Regions from separate parts of the Drosophila melanogaster genome. Here region 2 is linked to region 1. The links are chromatin contacts, called in public Hi-C maps. All regions are on one chromosome and are shown on one strand. The core of a region is the stretch at or near the end of the contact, and the rest is flanking DNA. Distances in the headings are between cores, read along the strand shown. Region 1 holds the start of Zip102B (Zinc/iron regulated transporter-related protein 102B). Region 2 holds the start of gw (gawky).

Region 1 (3,702 bases), core at 630-3,129:
GCATCGTAGTTTGATGGGTAACATATGTTTTTTGACTTCATATCACCCCACATCTGCAAAATCTCGATGTGTTGTTTATCGATAAAAGATTGCCAAGACATAAAAATATTCAAAAAAAAACGAGTACCGCGTATAATGATATAAAATCTAGGATCTGTTATAGTTAATATTTCTACACCTTTACTTAAAAAAATTTTTGTTTCTTAACGGAAAAAACTGAAGAAAACTTTCCATTCCTTAAAAACTGGAAATTGATATATGATATGATGATATTTTTTTCATATGGACGTCTAGATACTTTCAATCTGTTGAATATCCTTATCGTGTATGTTTTACACTACATTGACATTGGACTTTACTTTTAAGGATATTTATACACACGCTTGTTAAGGGGAAGTACCAATCGCTAAAAGATTTATTATACTATTTCATACGCGATTTGGCTTGGCTCGTTTTAAACTTTGCGATGAACACTTGTACATCACACAACGATTGTTTATTTATTGATGCATTACCTTTACTCCGCACTGAGCAAATTGTAGTAACTAATAAAAAAATAGTGTTACAAAACGAGATATTCATTAAATTATATGGATGTATTTGTTTGATTACGATTCGTCACTCAACGTTGGAAGAATCCTGTTTTTGCCAATTCTGAACGCCAGATGAAGGTGCAAATATTCGTGATCCATCTATTCTTAAAAACCTTGGACGACTTATTCTATTTTCATTTAATTTTATAAGTTTATCGGAAATTAGCAAAATAATGAAACGTTTAAAACTCACATATACAGTACCAATTAGTACCAATCCCCAAGAAATCTTAAATTAATAAGTACGCATGCATGTATATAAAATGCACATATGTATACACAACTTTCATAATAAACAGAAACAATTTAGTTAGTTGATTTAAAAAAAAAAAAACATTAAATGTGACTTTCTTTGAAATTAGACTAGATTCGATTTAATAAAGCCTGATTTATTCCATATGCTTAGACTTTTTACCTATTTGACAATAAATAAACCAAAATCAACAGTGCTGTTAATAGTATGACCTTAGGTTACCAAACTGTTTATGTAAATGGTGTAATACACGTTGTGCACTGAGATAAATTACATTCTCACGTTGCGCTATACAATCATAATACGGAATACAACCCTCCATGTAGTACGAGAGAGTGATGTATCCCTAAATAACTTATTAAATAAATAAATTATAAGGATCTAGAATTTTTTATGTTATGTGATTTCTGACGATATATAGATAAGCCAAATGAGCAATTATTGTAGGATAACACACGGTGACACCAGGAAAATACTATATACCGCACACTTTAATATATTTACAGAATTTATTTAAAATATTAAAATTAACTGGTGACCGATCATAACCAGTAAAAGGTAGAGCAACTACTATAGGTTTTGCGAACAAGTTAAATTTTCCGATAAACAATAGCTTAAAGAAAATTTGGTTCACTAGCTCCATTCGAACAATTATTCTTAAAACCATTAAAGGTTTTTTCTTTTTTTTAAATTTCACATGAGAGCAAATAAAAAATCGGTTAAAAGTCGGTTGAGAATGCTTGGTACTATTTCTAAATATATATTATATATAAATTATATATATTATATTATATTATATAATATTATATATATTATTATATATTATATTATATATATTATCTTATATTATATTATATATATTATATTATATTATATTATATATGTTTTATATATATTATATATAAATTAAAAATGGTATCATACATTTGTATCGGACCATCTAAAACCGTTTTCAATAAGTTTGTATAATAAGCCAGTGGGTAAGACATGAAATATAATAACTTAAAGGTATTGTTCACAGTCTGGGAAAATTTCGTACGTCTGTAGGATCGCGAGTTTTAACGGGATGAGAAGAAAACAAATTGTATAGTTCTGTTGTGGTATGAGATGTTAATTTGGTTGAAGTGTTATTGTAGAATATGGTATAAGTTCCACAGTTGGTTGCTGCTATATGCGTTGTTAAAATGTTAATAAGGCTCATCTCTAGCGATTGAGTTGGCAAAAACATGTAGCTTTGATGGTATTATGCTCATTAAAATTAAGTTGGGCAATCATGGCTGAGGAGACAATAATTCTCATTTTATTAGTGTTGGTTATGCTTGTGGGGTCTTATTTGGCAGGGAGCATACCGATGCTGATGAAATTAAGCGAGGTCGGTACTAAACAATGGCATTTTAAATACAAAAAAAATTTAATGTGAGGTATTTGGAGCACCACTAGTGCATTAATTTGTTCTACTTAATAAATGTCATTAAAGGAAAAGCTAAAATGTGTCACTGTGCTGGGAGCTGGATTGTTAGTGGGAACTGCTCTCGTTGTTATTATTCCGGAGGGCATTCGATCATTGTATGTGGGGAGTGGCCAATCCCAAAAACGGACATCAGTTCCGGAGCAACCAGATTACTCACAGACCATTGGACTTTCTCTTGTGCTTGGATTTGTCTTCATGATGTTGGTGGACATCTCTCAGCGGAAGAGTAATGTTGGAAGTAATAAAAAAAACAATGCCACACTAACTCTTGGATTGGTTGTGCATGCCGCAGGTAAAGAAGCTTATATTGGTGTACCCACCATATCTTAAAAATTGTTGTTCTTTTGCAGCTGATGGAGTTGCATTGGGAGCAGCTGCCACCACTAGCCATCAAGACGTTGAGATAATTGTATTTTTAGCTATAATGCTTCATAAGGCACCAGCAGCATTTGGATTAGTGACATTCTTACTGCACGAAAAAGTAGACAGACATCAAATTCGCAGACACCTAGTCTTATTTTCCCTGTCGGCTCCCCTTATGACTATTTTAACGTATTTTGGGATCGGACAGGAGCAGAAGGACACGTTAAATTCCGTGAATGCCACTGGTATAGCTATGCTATTCTCCGCTGGAACATTTTTGTACGTAGCAACTGTGCATGTTTTACCAGAGCTTACCCAAGGGGGATTTACGAAAAGCGATCAGCATGATTATTGTTTGCTAGAGGAATCTCGAGGTGTTGCTACGAATGATATAAATGGAAGCAATAGTATTCAAGCACTAAAATATAGTGAATTGGTAATTCTGATTTGCGGCGCACTGCTACCCCTAATTATAACATTTGGACATAATCACTAGTAATGTAGTAATACATATATTTTTGTCAAATAAGATGAAGTAAAAGTTAAGGGATATTAAGCTATAAATATATTGGGTTTAATTTCTCGGATATACAATTATTAACATTAAGTGCTTTGCACAAAGATTTTGAATTTAATGAATTGTCGCATGAAAGTCAAATTTGGTACCGACGTCAACTTTTGTCAGCTTTCTGTAAAGTTGAGTGATTTGAGAGGCCTTATACGAGAATGTATTGTGAGTAAACCAAGCAAAATGAGGAAGGTCAAAAAGTAGTGCAAGAAATATTTTACTTTAATATTTAGACTTGCGCAGGCAGGAATAGTACGCAAGTCGGCGCCGAATTCATTGGCATCAGAATTTTGACTCCGGCTCCTATATACTATATGTTAATTTATAATTATATATGTTTTTATTGTATTTAATAACAATGGATAGTTTACGTTCTCAGAATGGTAGTAAAAAGTAAGAGACGGTTTAAAGGCAGCTTGGCAATGTCACCATTGGTTTACTGGATAACGTCTTC
Region 2 (3,702 bases), core at 790-3,289, 350 kb before region 1:
TTCGCTGCAATGTATGTAATTGGTAGAAGAAACCGTCTCCGATCATAGAAAGTATATGTATGTAATAGGAACGCATCGATCCCATTTTATACTCACATGTTTCCAAATGTTTACACGCTTGTTCTAACGACCACGAACCGCCCAAAAACTGCCAAAAACAATTTTAACCAAATACCTACAAATCGTTCAAAACTGTAACGCCCATATCAATTTAAACACACATAAACCCTATGTAGTATATACATACATATGTATGTGTCTAGATTAGAAAGAAACACCCATCCGAGTTGATACTTCCGTCTGCCCCTATGAATGTTGTAATGTCGGGAAGCACTCCTCTGGCTACCAAAAATTAGTAATGTAAATAAAGGAGAGGTGGGCTAATTTGATTCTAAGGTTATATATTTCTTTTTTATTGCATTTGTTTTCGGTTTGGACATCATATAGTGTCCAAATCCCGAAGTTCATTAACTAGTCTCGGAAACCTTTTTGTTCACCTGTTATGTTCTTTTTTAATTTTTAATAACCCCCTTACTTTACGAGTGAAGAGTATAAAAGAATTATAAATACTTTTTCAAGAATTCAGGTTAATATAATTATTCGATTTTATGATAGAATCTAACGTTCCGCTAACCATTTAATACAGCAAACCATATTTATTTTCAGATCAAAAATGACAACACACGATGAGGCTCAGTCATACTTCTCACGTCTTAATTCAATTTCCGAAAAAATTACCTGCGATCTCAATAAAGTTAAATCTACATACAACCAAGACGCTTGGCTTAAATTGACTTTAAACGAACAGGAAAAAATATTGAATAACCAATTAATAGATCCTGTTATATTTTCTAAGTACTGTCATAAGACTAAAGAAAACTATGCGGCACAGGATCCGTACGAAAATACTGAAGTTAGTAAAAATGATTACCGTAAATTTTGTTTCAGAGACATTGTATATTTATATAACGGCCAAGATTTACACACATATAATTATCAAAACGTTGGTTTAAAAATATTACGCGATGAAAACACCGGAGATTTTCAAGATGAACATTCGTTTCCATTTTCTTATCGAACCAAATCACAAATTAACATAGTATTAAAAGAATTTGATGATATCTGTCTTGTTGAAACTCCATTAGGCGTAAAAAAGGCCATTCATTTAAAATTGAAGACAAAAGATTCAACCAATAAAAAAATACCAATTCTCCACCTTAATTCTAATGATAAAACCGGCGTTAACACAACGGAAAGAAAGATTTCCATTCATGAAAACTTCTCAAAAACCCAAACTGTTTATATTGATGAATGTATTGAATCTAATGAGAAAATGCAACTGCTCGTTAAATGTGGATCGAAAAACAGTGTGTTAAACGACTTGTCTGATTATGAAAACGAATTTAAAGATGCACGTCAAGACGAAAATACAAAACTGTTATCCCCTGAACTAAAAATGCCTAAGGGTTTCGATTTTCTTAGCAATTGGTAAAACCTATTTAAATCTCATAGATAGTCGAAGGAGAGCCGATATTTTAGAACATAATTTCATTTGATTTCAAGGCAAAACACCAAAACATACACATTAATATTAATCGGTCGTAAGTCCAAACTTTATACATTACATTATTAAGGATTCTTTTTTAACATAGACTTAATAAAATAAGTTATGAATTTAATGGATTGCCCAAACCTGTTTCAATTCTCACTTCAATAAGGCATTCAAGCTTTAAAATTTATTAATGCATATGTTATCTCACTGTATTGTTTTAATCCCTTAAATTTCATTTGAATTGTTAGAAATGGTCGAGAGTTATATGAGTTGGAACTTGTTTGAAACAGCTCTGTTTTGAATTAATTTAAATTATATCAGCTAATTTATTTTAATCAATTAATCCTTCTGTTGTGTACCCTCTATCTGACCTCTTCGATGTGAACGGGTCACAGCACTTATTTTAGGCAGTTGTGTAAACTGGGTATTACCTAAGATTGATTAATATCGATTAGTTTAAGAAAATATCGGACATCTACCTAGAAGAGTCTGTCGTGATCCAGGCGAAGTGCGAGTGAGAGCATCGTATAGTTACTTTTTATTTAAATTGCGTGTGTTAAAATGAATTAGCACGAGTAGTGAATGTTTTTGTGTGCGTAATCTTTCGAAAACAAGCGCTTTGTCATTAAAACGAAAAGATTGCCAACAGCCCACCACGGATAGAATGTACGGAGTAATGCAGCTAAATTGAAGTAGAATAATTTTAATGTATGGTTGAAGACGTACTCAGTACGATTAAAAGCGAAACTTTCTGACATAACCTAAGTGTGCATAACCTAAATGGTCGCAAAAACCCAAGCGTTTAGTTTCGGACATACGCATGTGTGTATCAGTGCAGAATAAATTCTGTTCGCTTGTGTATCGTGCATTGGAAAAGTCTATATGTACATATGTTCCAGTCAAGAGTTGCCACGCTTTAAATCTTTTACATAATGACAAAGCAATAGGGAATTTAAATGTGTCGCATTTGCTTTGAGGTTTTCCACACCAACAGTTAAAATTTAGTAATAGTGTAATTAAAAATAAAGTAAGCATTTTGCATATTTGCATTAGTCTATACTCCACATACCTTTCCATTCCGTCTTTAAATTTTGACTAGGTGGCAATATTGCAAGCAGGAATATCTGTATGGGTTTATTTAATACACTAGTAACTGCCGTCCCCATCGTCGAACGTGCGCAGAAATTTATATTCAATTACATCGAATTATAATTATTGTTGAGTCTAATCAGTTTTCGCATTCAAGATTGTTATTAATCCCAGTTTATTTTGTGAAATATGAAAAACTATAATTGATTGTCGAATGTGTGTATGTTTTACAACACATACACACTTTGTGAACTCGTCAAAGTGGCTTGACATGCATACACACAAAAATGCACATATATTTACATATATAGAGAAAATCAACTTCTCGTTCAGTAAAGGCAAAAATTGTTGCAAATATTCGGTGAACTATTAGCGTATACACAAGTGTTCAATTTTACTATAAACGCATATTCTGGCAATAGATATTAATTTCTAATTTCTGTTTGGTAGGTTTTAGTTAGATCTCCATTTTGTGACGTTCTCAGCTTTTCGCTTGTATTTCTACACATAGGGTACAAGACACGCGAATATACTAAGTATTGTACAATGACTTCTCTACATATGCACTAGAGTACTGAAAATGTATTCATACAAATGTATATACATGTATATATCTATCGCATTAGTCTTTTTGCCAATACTTGCATATATACAGGTTGTGTAAATACATTTTAAATTCTAAGTTTATTTGAGCATAATTGCAAGTGCGAAATTAGGAAAGGGAGACATAAAATAGGGTGCTTCCGTCAATGTCTGCCTGCCCAGAGTTGACAAATTCATTTTACTTGTGTACATATGCATATGTATATTTATATACCATTACAGAGTTGTGAATTTAATTGTTTTATTTTTTGACATGCATTCGTTTTTCACACAGGAATTTGTCGTTAATGTGGGTGGGGATTCTGCCGGTTGGGCAGCAGACCTGGTAGGTCAGCGATCGCGATGCATATTTCATTTTTAAAATTCTTTATGTACATACTAAGTATACATGTTTAACTCCTGTCAAATGACTCCCACTCTTATATACCCATATGTATGTCCTCAGACTTTTTGAATCG

Evidence for each region. A called contact is a pair of places that touch in the nucleus more often than the background predicts.
Region 2: a Hi-C map of the Kc167 cell line shows a contact between it and region 1, with 3 times the contacts expected there. The contact joins the promoter of gw here to the promoter of Zip102B in region 1. A contact is called at or near these places in 11 of 107 Hi-C or Micro-C datasets (the Clone 8 cell line, the Kc167 cell line, the OSC cell line and 4 more).

What each region holds. Positions count from the first base shown.
Region 1 is chr4:312,264-315,965 of dm6, reverse strand. It overlaps Zip102B (Zinc/iron regulated transporter-related protein 102B), which reads left to right and starts at 1,879. Exons shown (of 3, transcript NM_001297784.1): 1 at 1,879-2,218; 2 at 2,324-2,609; 3 at 2,668-3,702. The coding sequence starts at 2,120. The coding sequence ends at 3,176. Rnf11 (Ring finger protein 11) reads right to left here and starts at 1,043. Exons shown (of 4, transcript NM_001272124.1): 1 at 1,009-1,043.
Region 2 is chr4:658,945-662,646 of dm6, reverse strand. gw (gawky) reads left to right here and starts at 2,039. Exons shown (of 10, transcript NM_001014691.3): 1 at 2,039-2,218. CG46466 reads left to right here. Exons shown (of 2, transcript NM_001382171.1): 2 at 667-1,638. The coding sequence starts at 674. The coding sequence ends at 1,492.